2 separate regions of the Mus musculus genome follow, and region 1 is linked to region 2. Evidence: chromatin contacts called from public promoter capture Hi-C data. All regions are on one chromosome and are shown on one strand. Each heading gives the region's core, a stretch centred on a gene start, on an enhancer-like site or on the middle of the called end of the contact. The rest is flanking DNA. Distances are from core to core; before and after follow the strand shown. Region 1 holds the start of Ncf1 (neutrophil cytosolic factor 1). Region 2 overlaps Gtf2ird1 (general transcription factor II I repeat domain-containing 1).

Evidence for each region. Promoter capture Hi-C pulls out the DNA fragments that hold promoters and counts their contacts.
Region 1: a promoter capture Hi-C map of hematopoietic stem and progenitor cells shows a contact between it and region 2. The contact joins the promoter of Ncf1 here to the enhancer-like site in region 2. A contact is called at or near these places in 4 of 39 promoter capture datasets (the C10 cell line, hematopoietic stem and progenitor cells and liver), 1 of 115 datasets of contacts at active chromatin or transcription factors (double positive thymocytes) and 3 of 9 other capture datasets (adipose tissue, liver and pancreatic islet).

The regions. Positions count from the first base shown.
Region 1 is chr5:134,227,837-134,230,964 of GRCm38.p6, reverse strand. Ncf1 (neutrophil cytosolic factor 1) reads left to right here and starts at 1,340. Exons shown (of 11, transcript NM_010876.4): 1 at 1,340-1,469; 2 at 2,810-2,890. The coding sequence starts at 1,398.
Region 2 is chr5:134,392,759-134,396,131 of GRCm38.p6, reverse strand. It overlaps Gtf2ird1 (general transcription factor II I repeat domain-containing 1), which reads left to right. Exons shown (of 30, transcript NM_001081464.2): 9 at 332-515. Among named protein-coding and RNA genes, the nearest start is that of Gm46925, 46 kb to the right of the region's middle. Within about 2 kb of position 1,326, at least 107 of the 459 cell types and tissues checked have an H3K27ac peak or open chromatin away from gene starts, as enhancers often do. A contact at or near this core is called in adipose tissue, double positive thymocytes and hematopoietic stem and progenitor cells, where this site is marked.

The DNA of each region.
Region 1 (3,128 bases), core at 91-2,590, 170 kb after region 2:
TCTAACTTCAGTACCAAACATCAATGTCTGCTATTTCACAACTGCCTATAACTGCATCTACACACACACACAAACACACACACACAGAGGATTCTGAGCTTTTCTTTATTTTTTTAAAAAAGTTTTTTTTTTAAATGGTTTTTCGAGACAGGGTTTCTCTGTATAGCTCTGACTGTCCTGGAACTCACTTTGTAGACCAGGCTGGCCTCGAACTTAGAAATCCACCTGCCTCTGCCTCCCAAGTGCTGGGATTAAAGGTGTGTGCCACCACACCTGGCTTTTTAAAAAGATTTATGTATTTATTTTATGTATATGAGTACACTGTAGCTGTACAGATGGTTGTGAGCCTTCATGTGGTTGTTGGGAATTGAATTTAGGACCTCCCCTTGCTCAGGTCGGACCCTCTCACTTCAGATAACTCTTCTCTCTCCATCAGTCCCTGCTTTCTCCGCCCAAAGATTTATTTATTATTATACATTGCAGATGGTTGTGAGCCACCATGTGGTTGCTGGGATTTGAACTCAGGACCTTCAGAAGAAGAGCAGACAGTGCTCTTACCCACTGAGCCATCTCGCTGGCCCTAAACTTTTCTTTAATGTAGGTTCTAGAGATAGAACTCAGGTCCTCAGGCTTGTATGCCAAGGACTTTATCTGCGGAGCCATGTCCAGTCCTGGTCCTGTAAAGACAGGACTTCTAAAGTCAATCTCACGTAGGCCAGGCTATCTTCAAACTCATTATATAGCTGAAGCTGGCCTTGAACCCTTGATTCTCCTGCCTCTACCTCCCAAGGGCTGGGGTCACAGGCTTTTTTTTTTTTCCTGAGATAGGGTTTCTCTGTATAGCCCTGGCTGTCCTGGAACTCACTTTGTAGACCAGGCTGGCCTCGAACTCAGAAATCTGCCGGCCTCTGCCTGCCACCACACCCAGCTTTTTTTTTTTTAAGATTTATTTATTTATTTTATTAATCTGAGCATGCTGTAGCTGTCTTCAGACAACACCAGAAGAGGGCATCAGATCCCATTACAGATGGTTGTGAGCCACCATGTGATTGCTGGGAATTGAACTGAGAACCTCTGGAAGAGCAGTCAGTGCTCTTAAGCACTGCACCAGCTCTCCAGCCCCATGTTTGTTGGGGGTGGTTCAGAACTGTAGAGAGGCCCCAGTGCCTGGGTTGGGCCATGGTGTCGGTAGAACAGGTTTCTGTGCTTCAGGGCCCCTGGCTGCCCCACCACTCTGTTGAAGCTCAAAAATTCTCAGAAAGTGAAAGACTAAGTCTAAGAGCCTCCTGGGCCTTCCCCGCCCTTACCCCACAAGCAGCAGAAACCACTTCTTCTTTTTAGTGTATTTAAGGCCCAGCCCAGGCTATAGAGAGAAGTGTCCCTGTCACGGCCCAGCCATGGGGGACACCTTCATTCGCCATATTGCCCTGCTGGGCTTCGAGAAGCGCTTCATCCCCAGCCAGCACTATGTGAGTAGCCTAAGAGTGCCCTGCAGGAGCGCATAGTGGGGACAGTGCTATCACTCTGCTGCTACCCAAAAACCACCTGGACCAGGGAAGGAGATGAGAGGAAGGGAGACCAGGGAAGGATGTGAGGGGAAGGGGGACCAGGGGAGGATATGGGGGGAGGGGTCCAGGGGAGGATATGAGGGGGAGGGGGACCAAGGGAAGGATGTGAGAGGGAGGGGGATCAGGGGAGGATATGGGGGGAGGGAGAACAGGGGAAGGATATGGAGAGAGGGAGACCAGGGGAAGGATGTGAGAGGGAGGGGGGACCAGGGGAGGATATGGGGGGAGGGAGAACAGGGGAAGGATATGGGGAGGAGGGGTCCAGGGGAGGCTATGAGGGGGAGGGGGACCAAGGGAAGGATGTGAGAGGGAGGGGGACCAGGGAAGGATATGGGGGGAGGGAGAACAGGGGAAGGATATGGGAGGAGGGGTCCAGGGGAGGCTATGAGGGGGAGGGGGACCAAGGGAAGGATGTGAGGGGGAGGGGGACCAGGGGAAGATATACCTCCGTGGGGACCTCTCAGGCACAGGGCTTTCTTATCCTTGGGCTTCAGGCTTCTCTTGGGTGTTCACAAAGGACCCTGCCATGGTGAGCAGATACCCCTGTGCACCGTCCCAGCTGCCTCCCTCTCTGTCTTCACACTGAGCCCCCAAGCATGCCAGAGCTCAACCTTACCCTCTGTCCAGTGCCTAGGACCAAGGCTCATTCCTACCAGGAAACCTCCCTGTCTAGTCAGCTCCAGGAGTGGCCCTGCATGGCAGCCTGCGAGGCCTGGAAACTGTGGCTTTTTTTTCTCTCCTCTTCTATGATATTGGTTACTGAGTTTGGATCCCTAGTAGGGGACGATGTCTCCCGTTTGCCCTGGGGAGATGAGGTCGAGGAATATCTGCCCATATATCTAGACTCTATCACTGGGTCTGCTCGGCCCAAGGCAGGCCAGAGATGGTGCCGCCCAGCACTTGTAAGCTGTTTACCTGGGACCCTCAGCAGTTAAGAGCTAAGTCTCCCCTCCCTCCTCCCTCCCTCTCTAAATATAAATGTTCTGAATCATTCCACAACCAAAAGCCACACCAGAAGAGGGGACAGCGGTCACCCTGGGTGTTTCCTTCATGTCCTCCATCCCTCCCCTGGAGACAATCACAGGGGTATTTTTAGACAGAGTCTCACAATGTAGCAAAACCCCCAAAGATTGCCTCACCACAACCCCTCAGCCTTCCATCCAAGGCTAAAAAGGCAGCCCAGGGGCACAGCATGGTCCTCGTGGGTGCTGAGTGCCCCTCTCGGCTCTAATGCCCCTCAGGTGTACATGTTCCTGGTTAAGTGGCAGGACCTGTCGGAGAAGGTGGTCTACAGAAAATTCACCGAGATCTACGAGTTCCATGTGAGTGTTGGGGGAGGGGCAGATTCGAACTGCAGCTTTGCCTCTGCCTTTGTGGACCTCAAGCTCAGCATGTATCTGAAGTCAGATTAGCCTGGGGTACCTAGAGATTTCCGAGGGCTACATAGTGAGACCCTGTCTCAAAATAAACAAATGAAGGAGACAGGGACAGAGGAGATAACACACACACACACACACACACACACACACACACACACACACACACACACAAAGGGGGTGG
Region 2 (3,373 bases), core at 77-2,576:
GGTTAGCCTTGTATATAGAGTGACTTATAGGATAGCCAGGGCTACCCAGAGAAACCCTGTGTGTGTGTATTTGTGTGTGTGTGTGTTTGTGTGTGTGTAGCTGGGGGACACTGTTCTTTAATGCCTACATTTGGGGAGCAAGACAAATCTTTGAGCTTGAGGCTAACCTGGTCTACATAGTGAGTTCTGAGTCAGCCAGGGCTACATAGTGAGACTTTGTCTAAAAACGTTGAAAGAAGCACACGCAGCCAACAGTGTTAGATGGACTGTGGCCAACACCGTATCCACTGTGACTTGTCCCTTGCATTCACCCTTGTTCTTACCCTTCCAGCGGAAGCCCTGGGCCTGGACCACATGGTCCCTGTGCCCTATAGGAAGATTGCCTGTGACCCCGAGGCTGTGGAAATTGTGGGTATTCCAGACAAGATCCCCTTCAAGCGACCCTGTACTTACGGAGTGCCGAAGCTGAAGAGGATTCTGGAGGAGCGACACAGCATTCACTTCATTATCAAGAGGTGTGAATTGGCTCCGTTCTATGAAAGAAAGGCTTCCTAGAATCCCTCAGTGAGGAGCTGGGGGCGTGGCTCAGTGGTAGAGCCCCTGCCTAGAATCCCCCAGTGAGGGGCTGGGGGCATGGCTCAGTGGTAGAGCCCTTGCCTATAATCCCCCAGTGAGGGGCTGGGGGCATGGCTCAGTGGTAGAGCCCCTGACTAGAATCCCCCAGGGAGGGGCTGGGGGCGTGGCTCAGTGGTAGAGCCCCTGACTAGAATCCCCCAGGGAGGGGCTGGGGGCGTGGCTCAGTGGTAGAGCCCCTGCCTAGAATCCCTCAGGGAGGGGCTGGGGGTGTGGCTCAGTGGTAGAGCCCCTGCCTAGAATCCCCCAGGGAGGGGCTGGGGGTGTGGCTCAGTGGTAGAGCCCCTGCCTAGAGTCCCCCAGGGAGGGGCTGGGGGCGTGGCTCAGTGGTAGAGCCCCTGCCTAGAATCCTCCAGTGAGGGGCTGGGGGCGTGGCTCAGTGGTAGAGCCCCTGCCTAACATGTATGAAGGACTGGATTTTTCATCCTCAGAACCACAAAAGCAAAAAAGAGGAGCAGATGATTCTAGAGCTTTGGGACCCTAAGTCAGTGAAGTGTGCCTTCCAGCCTGGGCACCCTATGAGGACATTTGGCTTTTTTCCCCTGCGGAAAATGATATGAAACCCCTCCTAGTCGGACTGTACCTCCCCCCAACTCCTTACTTCCTAAAGAATGGTCGCCTTGTTAAGTCTGCAGCCGCTGGGTCAGTGGGTGGGGCTGAGAGGGGAAGCAGGGCCCCCGACAGGAAGCTAGTTCCCGCCCCCACGCCAGCATTGCTCTCCGACTGCTTCAGGCCTTTTGGTATCCAGATGTGTGTGTGAGCTCCCAGAGCTCCGGGAAGAGCAAGGAACCCTTGGTCTCTCAGAGGAAGAACAGGAAGCCACGTTCATGCCCTGAGCTTAATTCAGACACCCAACTTAGTCTACCCTTACTGGCTTGTTTGTTTGTTTCATTTTATTTTAATTTGTTTGTTTGTTTGTTTGGAGAGAAGGTTTCCCTGTGTAGTTCTGGCTGGAACTTAATACGTAGACCAGGCTGGCCTCAAACTTATCAGACCCGCCTGCCTTTGCCTCCCTTGTGCTGGGATCAAAGGCTCGCAACACCACTGCTGGCTGTTTTAGTTTGGGGGTCCTTTGTTTTGTTTTCTGGGTTGTTGTTTGTTTGTTTTTGTTTTTGTTTTGTTTTTAAGACATGCATGGTCTGTGTACTGTGTAGCCCAGGATGACCTTGAATTTCTGAGTCTTCTTTTTCCACCGGGATTACAGGTCTGCATTTCTGTGCTCTACATTCTCCATGGCTTCCTAAGTTATGTCAGACGGGTTGGCTAAAATAGTTGGTTTTGTGACGTTTCCACACATTCAGATCAGGCACTCTGATCCTAGTGTCTGAGTGTCTGTCTGTCTGTCTGTCTGTCTGTCTGTCTCTCTCTCTCTCTCTCTCTCTCACACACACACACACACACACACACACACACACACCATTTATACACTCATCCCCCTGTCCCAGTTTCATCCTGTCACCCCTGTGATAAACACAACGACTGAAGGGAAGCAACTTTGGGGCAGGGAAAAGGTTTATTTCCACTTCTGGGTCCCAGTCCCTCCTTGAGGAAAGCTGGCAGGAACTCTGCAGATATCTTGGAGGAATGCTGCTCACTAACTCACTCTCTGCCTCAGCCCTTGCTAGTGCTGGGCTTTCTTACACAGCCCAGGACCACGCCCATTGAGGGCACCACCCACAGTGGGCTGAGCATCCGTTTACAGGATTCCTCACAGACACGTCCATAGGCCAGTCTCCTGTGGGCAGTTCGCTCCTCAGAGGGCCCCACTTTGTTGTTAAGCCCTGTGGTGGTAGCAGCACACACAGCCTCCCAAATGCTGGGATTACAGGTGGGTGGGTACCTCCATGCCTGTCCTTCTTGGCCTCGGCTTTAGAGGTTTTGGACCTTAAGCCATCCCAGGGCCTCTTCCCCTGCAGTCGGTCCATCAGTGACCTGACCTTTCACAGGGTCCAAGGTGTCTGTGGCTCCCATGAGGTAGAAGCCTGCATGGATGAGCAAGCATATCACTACAAGGGCCTGCCCTTGCTTGGGGCTTCTACCTTCTGAGGCTGCCCCTGAAGGGGTCCTCAGGTCAGCTTCCGTGACTGTGATCTGTCCAGTGGCTCCGAGTTGCTTCTTGCTGAGCCTGGCCCTTAGAAACATGGGTATATAACAGGGGCTTCATGAGCAGGTAAGGGATGGTGGTGTGGTTCAGTGGTCAGAGCACCTGCCTGGCATCCACAAAGCCCTGGATTCCATCCCCAGCACTCAGAATCCAGGCATAGTGTAAACAGGCCTGTAATCCCAGCACGGGAGGGGGATCAGGAATCCAAGGTCATCCTGGGCTCCAAAGGGAGTTCAAGGTCAGCCTGGGCTCCATGAGACCCTGCCTCACAAAAAGCAAAACAGAACAACAGAAAGCCTGTACAGGTCTTTTGTGGCTGGAGTAGTAGCAGGACAGGAGCTTGAGTTGTCCCACTGCTTCAAAATAGCGTTTCGAGCTTCCCCTTGTTGGCATAATGACCAGATAGGTCATGAGCTGTGCCATCCCTGGCTAAGCAGAAACTTTAATACCGAGATTTCAGAGTCCCTCTGTAATAGTTATATTTCCTTGTTGCTATGACAGAGCCCTCGACAAAAGCTACTTACGGAGGAAAAGCTTACTTAGGCTCACAGTTTGCAGGTCCACCGTGGCGGGAAGGTGGGCAGGGGGAACGTGGGGTGGCAGGTCACTCACCATGTATTCCCAGCCAGAAAGTGT